Regions from separate parts of the Mus musculus genome. Here region 2 is linked to region 1. A link is a contact called in public promoter capture Hi-C data. All regions are on one chromosome and are shown on one strand. Each heading gives the region's core, a stretch centred on a gene start, on an enhancer-like site or on the middle of the called end of the contact. The rest is flanking DNA. Distances are from core to core; before and after follow the strand shown.

The links. Promoter capture Hi-C pulls out the DNA fragments that hold promoters and counts their contacts.
Region 2: a contact with region 1 is called in a promoter capture Hi-C map of embryonic stem cells, with 2.6 times the contacts expected there. The contact joins the enhancer-like site here to the promoter of Plk1 in region 1. A contact is called at or near these places in 6 of 39 promoter capture datasets (the 3T3-L1 cell line, the C10 cell line, embryonic stem cells and 3 more), 14 of 115 datasets of contacts at active chromatin or transcription factors (the SCID.adh cell line, T-cell acute lymphoblastic leukemia, astrocytes and 9 more) and 1 of 9 other capture datasets (liver).

Annotation. Positions count from the first base shown.
Region 1 is chr7:122,157,433-122,161,365 of GRCm38.p6, forward strand. It overlaps Plk1 (polo like kinase 1), which reads left to right and starts at 2,003. Exons shown (of 10, transcript NM_011121.4): 1 at 2,003-2,518; 2 at 3,104-3,272. The coding sequence starts at 2,111.
Region 2 is chr7:122,476,649-122,480,581 of GRCm38.p6, forward strand. The region is part of intron 5 of Prkcb (protein kinase C, beta); the gene reads left to right. Among named protein-coding and RNA genes, the nearest start is that of Gm51497, 180 kb to the left of the region's middle. Within about 2 kb of position 1,868, at least 59 of the 459 cell types and tissues checked have an H3K27ac peak or open chromatin away from gene starts, as enhancers often do. A contact at or near this core is called in embryonic basal ganglia, embryonic forebrain, embryonic stem cells and 3 more, where this site is marked.

The DNA of each region.
Region 1 (3,933 bases), core at 753-3,252:
TCCTGGGGTGGGGCTGGGGCAGGATGTGGCACCCCTGTCATGTAGATTCACTTTCCATGTGAAAGGCTAGGTCACCACCAGGTCTGCCAGCTCGGCTCTCACAGTGTCCTAGTAGGATGCCTGCCATAGGCTGGATTCTAACTTAACCTTTTTACAGAACCAAAGATCTCCTGCATGCCAGCTGATTGCTCTACAACTGAACAGTATCATCTTTTAAGTTGTGTGTGTGTGTTCATGTTTGTGCCTGTGAGCACAGGCAATCACATAGAGATCAGAGGACCTCCTTAGAGACAGGCCCTCTCTCTCATTCCACCTTGTTTGAGGCAGTGTCTATCAGTTGGATAATATGAGCTATCAGCAAACATATGAACCCAGAAGCTGCAGTAGCACAGAGCATAAAAAGGCTGTTGCCACATGGCTGGATGACGTGAGTGTAGTCCCTGAGACCCATATACCTAACCTGCATGGTAGAAGGAGAAAACTGACTCTCCTGCAAAACTGACTCTCCTGCATGTTCTCTGACACGCAGAAGCGTGTGCGCATGTGTGTGCGCGTCTAGCCTAGAATTCAGAGGCCTGCCTGCCTGTTTTCCCCAGCACTGGGATTGAGGGTGCATGCCCACTCCTGGCAAGCTTAAGTTTTTGGAGACAAAGCTCTGCCTTATTCAGAAAGTACAATCGTTACCCAGAGACTGGGAAAGACAGCAGCACTGCCATTTTTTGCTCAATCCAGCAATTGGATCTTGCTAAGACCCTCCTGGGGGAACTAGAGCAACAACAGCTTCTAACGGAAGGTATCACTTAAGTGCCCAGATAGGCAGGGGGGCAAAGAGGGTGTCTGGGAACAGTGACCAGAGCTGGCCGTTTTTTTCTATGAAAAGCCACACGCCTGCTCTGTGTGGCCACTCTTTTTACATGTTGTAAATCCATTTTTTTTTTTTTTTCGAGACAGGGTTTCTCTGTATAGCTCTGGCTGTCCTGGAACTCACTTTGTAGACCAGGCTGGCCTTGAACTCAGAAATCCGCCTGCCTCCCCAGTGCTGGGATTAAAGGTGTGTGCCATTACGCCCCGGCTCATTTTTTTTTTTTCCTAAGTGAAGGCTGAACGGACACTTCGGCAGGGCAGACTTGGCCTTGGTATACCGGCATGCTAGCACTCTTCTAACCAGCTACCCCCCCACCTCTGACTAAAAAATTAATTTTTTCTATTTGGGGCTCTGGGCCACACAACTTGGAACAACCCAGGTAACCTTGCATCGCGGGGCAGACGTCCGGTGTTTCTTACATATCACAGGGCATAGGAATCATCTGAAGGTCTTGTTTGACCGGCAGGTCATGCCTGGGAAGTTTCTTTCCTTTGGGGTTAGTGGAGCGGTAGCTGAGGCTGATCTCGGCTAACTTGTAATCCTGAACCCACGCCCCTCCTTTGCCTTCTTAGGGAATTCCAGGTGCTGCAGATGCTGCTGGCCTCCTGCGTTGTTCAAGAGAAGGGTTGAGTTACTTCTCAGGGGCTGGGAGCCCCTAGTGCCACAGAGGAGATCGGTCCGTTGCGCCGTGAAGGTGCATCTGCCTGCTGAGCTTGCTCAGTTTTGGGTTTATTTAGGCTAGCCGGGGAGAGGGCTGTCCACCGCGGAGGCGGTGCACTCTCAAGCTACCGGTTGGCCTGGAGTTTCAGTTCTAGAAGGCCGGGTCCGGTGGAGGAAGGTGTTAGATCTTAACAGTTAGGAGAAGCCCCTGGAGGAGGCGCAGGTGAACCACATGAGCACGCCCCAGCCGAGGAGCAGAAAGCAGGACAGAATCCTGTTCTTCTAGGGATCTTCACGTAGTTGCTTCGTTCCTGGTTTCCCAGGCAATCCTGAGCAAACGCAGTCCTCCAGTCCCTGCCCATTAAAAATTTCGCCGGCAAGATCGGAGTTTAAAGGCGGCTGCGCCGTAGAGCACTCCCATGGTGCCGCGCGCTGGGCGGGTTTGTATTTTAAATCCCCGCGGCCAATCAGCAACGCGCAGGCCCTTGTAACGTTCCCAGCGCCGCGTTTGAATTCGGGGAGGAGCGGAGCAGAGCAGGACCCTCTGCACCGACTCAGCCAGGTTCGTGGAGCAACTTCGGCATCATGAATGCAGCGGCCAAAGCTGGAAAGCTGGCTCGAGCACCAGCCGACCTCGGGAAAGGTGGGGTTCCGGGAGATGCAGTTCCCGGTGCCCCAGTGGCCGCCCCGCTGGCGAAAGAAATTCCGGAGGTCCTAGTGGACCCACGCAGCCGGCGGCAGTATGTACGGGGGCGCTTTCTGGGTAAAGGAGGCTTCGCCAAATGCTTCGAGATCTCAGACGCAGACACAAAAGAGGTGTTCGCAGGCAAGATCGTGCCTAAGTCTTTGCTGCTCAAGCCCCACCAGAAGGAGAAGATGTCTATGGAGATCTCAATTCACCGCAGCCTAGCACACCAACACGTCGTAGGCTTCCATGACTTTTTTGAGGACAGCGACTTTGTATTTGTAGTTTTGGAGCTCTGTCGCAGGAGGGTGAGTGTTTCAGTCGCAGTGCTGGGGCTCCCACACCTGGAACTTGCTGACAAAGGGGCACCGAGGTTTTGGAGTGACCTAGAGGAGTGGTTGGGTTTCAAACTTTTATGGAAAGGCTTCTAGCGAGGGTACTTGGCACTCCGAACTGCTGAGGCCGGGGTTCTGGGGAAACCGAGACCAGATCCTGTTGCTATTAGGGATGGAGCTCCCAGACGCAAGGCAGCGAGTCGGTACAGGAAATGGATTCATAAAGTGGCTAAGGAAGGGTCCCAGGCTTGGTGTGCCACGCACCTCTAACTTCCGGAGTGGGGCAGGGTCGGGGGAGGGGGCGGCTGTTTGGAGTCAGATTTTAGAGCTTTCAGGAAAGGGAGGGAATCTCCTGCCAGGAGGAAGCCCTGGGTAGGGGAGTCGAGAGTGGGGTTGAGAGAAGACTCAGGAGAGGGTCTGGTGAATGATAGTGACCAACCAGTGTATGGGTAGAACTATCAGAAACCTGCTAAGACTCTCCACTCCGAGCGTCTAGTCCTAGCCACATCCAGCTAGCCACTCTTCTTGGACTTCAGTGACCTCTTTCTCCCTCCTCAGTCCCTCCTGGAGCTGCACAAGAGGAGGAAGGCACTGACCGAGCCTGAGGCCCGCTACTACCTGCGACAGATAGTCCTGGGCTGCCAGTACCTGCACCGCAATCAGGTCATTCACAGGGACCTCAAGCTGGGCAACCTCTTCCTGAACGAGGATCTGGAGGTGAAAATAGGTGAGGTGCTGGGCCTTCGGGTGTCTGGTGTCAGGGCAGGAGGGGACAAGGAGGGGAAGGTGAGGAAATAGAGATGCTGCCCTCTAGTTAGGAAGTGGAAAGTGTGTGTGTGTGTGTGTGTGTGTGTGTGTGTGTTTGTGTGTGTGTGACACTTTCCTTGCCTTTTTTTTAGATGCATTGGTGTTTATGCCTCAACTCAGTAGTTTTGAACTTGGGGCCCCTCCCCCAAATGCTTCTCTATAACCTAGCACTGAGCCAGACCCTCAGCCAATTTCAGGTCTGGACTTACGCTGTAGAGTATGGCAGGCAGCATCTCCTCAGGTGTCTCTTTACTAAGCTGAAAAACCTGCCCCCTTGAGTCTGATTGGCCAGTCCCTAGATCCCTGTCACTTCTCCACACACTTGCCCAGCAGCAGTCACGAAGATCATCTACTTGATTCCCCAGTGCATCTAATTCTGCTATCCTGTGCATTTTAAATTTCATTTACTTATGAATGGAGACAGGCTAACTTCAAGGAGTCAGTTCTTTCTTTCCACTGTGTGGGTCCCAGGATCGACGTAGATCATGTTATCAGTCTTGGCAGCAAGCCCCTTTACCTCCTGAGCCACCTTAACCACCGTAACCCTGCTATCTAAAGAGGTGTGTGGGAGGCTGGCTAGG
Region 2 (3,933 bases), core at 618-3,117, 320 kb after region 1:
TGAATCCAAATGGTCTCACAGATACAGACTGAAAAACTAGATGTTAAGTACTACACAGAGAAAGCCGGATCTGGAAAGGAGGGTGAGGAGAACTTGCAGTTTTAGCTGAGGTCTGATGAGTGAGCTACAAGATGGGGACTTTTGATTGAAGGCTTGCAGGAAGTGAAGGAGGAAGACAGGTGGTTCCCTGGAGGGAGGTAGAGGCACAGCACCTAGGAAAGCCACAGCATGGATGCTCTTGGCTCCTGGACCACTGTGTGTGCCTGCATGCCCGAGGCACAGCAGGACGCTGTGTTATATTAACTGGTACAGCCAAGAGAGCAAAGCCCAGCAGAATGCTTCGTCATCTGCTATAAAGATTGCTCTTTTTCTCCGAGTACAATAAGAGTCTCTGGTAGGTCCTACAACTCCTTGAAGGTGTGTAATTATCATTCGATTTTTTTTTCTCCTCAATGACAGCCAGCGTCGTCTCTTGACTTTCCACTAGGCAGAAGCAGCAGGCATGGAGCATGTGCAGTATCGTTTAACCTCCAAGGGGCCAATACACTTCCCCATTGTATAGATGAGGACAGGAAAGTTAGAAGGTTTAGTAAGGGGAAGCAAGAAGGCTTGGCAAGTAAAATGTTTGTGCGTCGGTATGAGAACTGAGCTCTGCCGCTCCGTGGTGCTGCAGGCCTGCAATCTCCTTGCTGGGAAGGCAGAGACAGGAGAATTGCTGGGGTTGCAGGCCAGCCAGTCTAACCAGGCTGATGAACCCTAGGTGAGAGTTCGGAGTAAGAGACCCTACCTATAATCACACACCACACACACACACACACACACACACACACACACACACACACACACTGGTGAGCAGGCGTGGTGTCAGAGGTTAAACGACTTGGTCAAGGTTACAGAGCTAGCACTTGTTATCTGGGATTCGACCTCCTGTCTGTCTTAATACAGAGACCTTAACACTTAATTATACTGTTGGACAGTGTTTTAATTCTTTAGGGATAGTGGAGACCCTGTGGCTTTTGGACCATAAAATTAAAAACTCTTTGCCAAGCTTGGGTGCGTGCATATCAATCAAGCCGAAATGAGGACTGCTCTGCGAACTGGGGAAGAAGGCTTCTTTTTTTCCGGAGAGCTCAGACCAAGCCACTGACAGCTCATTTACGTGATTCGGCTGCAGTTTGACAATCATAGTACAAGACTTGCATACAATTAGTCTGATGGTTCTTACACAGTCTCTTGGAAAAAAGAAAAGCCTTTGGAATTTTCCCTCTGTTTGGCCTTCTGCATGATGTAACCACGGCTTTATTTAGTTGGTTGTCTACCCCGGAATAGTGTGGTCTGCTGCCTTCTGCATCACTGTGGGCTGATTGAGGTCTTGTTTTCCTGGAGGGCAGATGCTGTTGCGCAGACCTGCTCTGTGGCTCTCCTCCCGCAGGATCATTCAAGCGAGCAGAACACGAAGGCAGAATTTCTTCTGTGCATGACAATGATTGCTCCAAGAGTAAGCTGGAGTCCTGTTAAATATGCAATGCAAATGGATTGTAAATGAGAAGTCTCCTCCGCAAGGGTCGGGAGGTCTGAACTCTGGGGGCCTCTCCATCCCTTCTTATCACCTGGCTCATGAACCTGACACCCCTTTTACAATCATCTTTTCTGGCCACCCAAGAGCTCCTAATGAGGGCAGAAGCTGCCTGCTCGTGTAACCCTTTCAGACACCTGGTGATTGGAAACTGGAGAGACAGCAAGCTTTCGATGCTCTGTCAGATGCCCTGAGTTATCATCAGCTGCCTGCTGGGCTTTGAGAAGGGCTGGGAAGGCGGTGAGAAGGCTGGGTAGCGGACTGCTATTGTCTGTGCCTCCTCCTCCCACTCTGAGCTGCGTGAGGCAGCCAGGGATGGCTGGATTTGGGCTCTCACGCAGCTGCCTTCTCTGACCCTCGCTGGGTGCCTGCCTCAGCTCAGAGAATCAGTCTCTGCAGGGATTTGGGATGAGAGCTAAGAGCCTGCTCCCCGGGTTGAAGATCAATGAGCCTTTGATTTTGTTTCTTCTTCCAGTCTAGCCCACTGTCTTTGCCTATAGCTTAAGAAACCCCAATCTAAGAGGCCTTTCAAATTGAAAAGTGAACTGGTCTGTAGGAAATTGTGGTTAGTAGAAAAAGACAAGTCATCAAAGATCCAGCTGTCTCCAAGGACACCCCGTGCCATCTTTTCCCTTCTTTCTTTGAATTTTTCTTTCTTCGTTTTTCCACCCTGCCTGGTGCTGAGGCTGGAACTCAGCGCCTTGTGTGAGTCAAGGCAAGCCCTTACCACTGGAGCTACCCCCAGCCTCAGCTTATTTCTTTGTTTTGTAGAGGCAGACACTTGACAGCTGTCAACCTGTAGGTAGCAGAGGAAGCCTAGAGTGGACAAAGTCCCGAGTGAGTGTGTTGTTGACATGGGCAACCCTCAGCAAGGACCCCAAGGCACTGGACCCATGGAAAATTGGCAAAGCCATTTACCCACATGGACCAGGCTCAAAAGGGCAACAAAGCTCTCTTCTGGGTCTGAGTGTTTACAGATGATTGGTCAGTGTGTGCAAAGACTAGCAACTGTAGCTTCCTCTTCCTCATCCCTAATGCTTACAGTCTGAGACTGCTCACTTACAGAGACTTATTACTGAGATCAGCGAACCCTGATCCCTGTGCTGTCCCTAATGAACACACCAGCGATCTAGGTTGCTAGAGGTCGTAGGTGCCTTACAAAGAGCATACTCCCACCTGAAGGGGGGTGAGGGGAGAGCATGTATGTCCTTTCAAGACTCAATGCATATGGGGACCAGCATGTATATATAGCACAGTCTGTACTAGGCACAGTGCTTAGTTCTTTTTAGTACTGATATGTTTTTCTCTTTGTTTATAGTTGGGGAAACTGATACTCAGAGGACTTTACTGACTGAGGCACACAGACAGACATGGACCTGGAGAGGGAGCTGAGAGTTCTAGATCTGGATTGCAGGCAGCTAGAGGAGAGAGTGATACTAGGCCAGGCATGAGTGTTTGAAACCTCAAAGCCCACCCCCTGTGACACACTTCCTCTAACAAGACCACGCCTACTCCAGCAAGGTCACACCTACTCCCAAAAGACCACACCTCCCATTAGTGCCACTAACTGTGAGTTTATGGGAGTCATTTTCATTCAAACCAACCCATGAAATTACCCACGGTGACTTGGCTTGGTGCATGAGCGTAACTGAAGTCTGATTCCTGTTCTGTTGAAGCTAAAGCCTAGGCCATTAGCCATTGTGCCCACACTGAGACTTTAGGAATGGAAATGACTTCAACTTGAGGGGTAGGTATGCTTTCCCTCCAGCCTTCAGCAAACACACAGCTTCCATTTCTCTTCTGCCTTGGAGCTGCCAGCTTTTCCCGTGGGGTTCTCCTTGGCTATGTATGGTTTACCAGATCTCCTCAACTCATGATGTTAGTCTAACCTGGGCTTAGTATAATCTCTTCTCAAGAGACAGGTTAGGCGACTTTCTGTTACACTTTTTTCTAGACATGATAGACAGGCAAATATTAGGATCTAGGTTTCTTCAACAAGGATATTGCTCTGCAGGTTTCCAGAGAGGGCCTCCTGCCTGGGACATGAGCCTGAAAGTCAATGCAAAGGGTTATTTCTGTAGCTTTGTCATTGGTGAGTCTTAGGCACGGGGTGCATTGGCTAGCCCCAGCCCCAGCCCCAGCCCCAGCCCCAGCCCCAGCCCCAGCCCCAGCCCCAGCCCCAGCCCCAGCCCCAGCCCAATCCTATCAGCAGATTATGTCTTTAGAGTGTTTATTGTGGAAAGAGATGGAGGTGCTGGCTGCCTTATGTCTCTGGTCAGTGTTCAGCAACTACTTGCTGAGCATAAGAGTTGAAACAAGAATGGACTGGAGTTATGGTTCAGTGGTTAAGAACATTC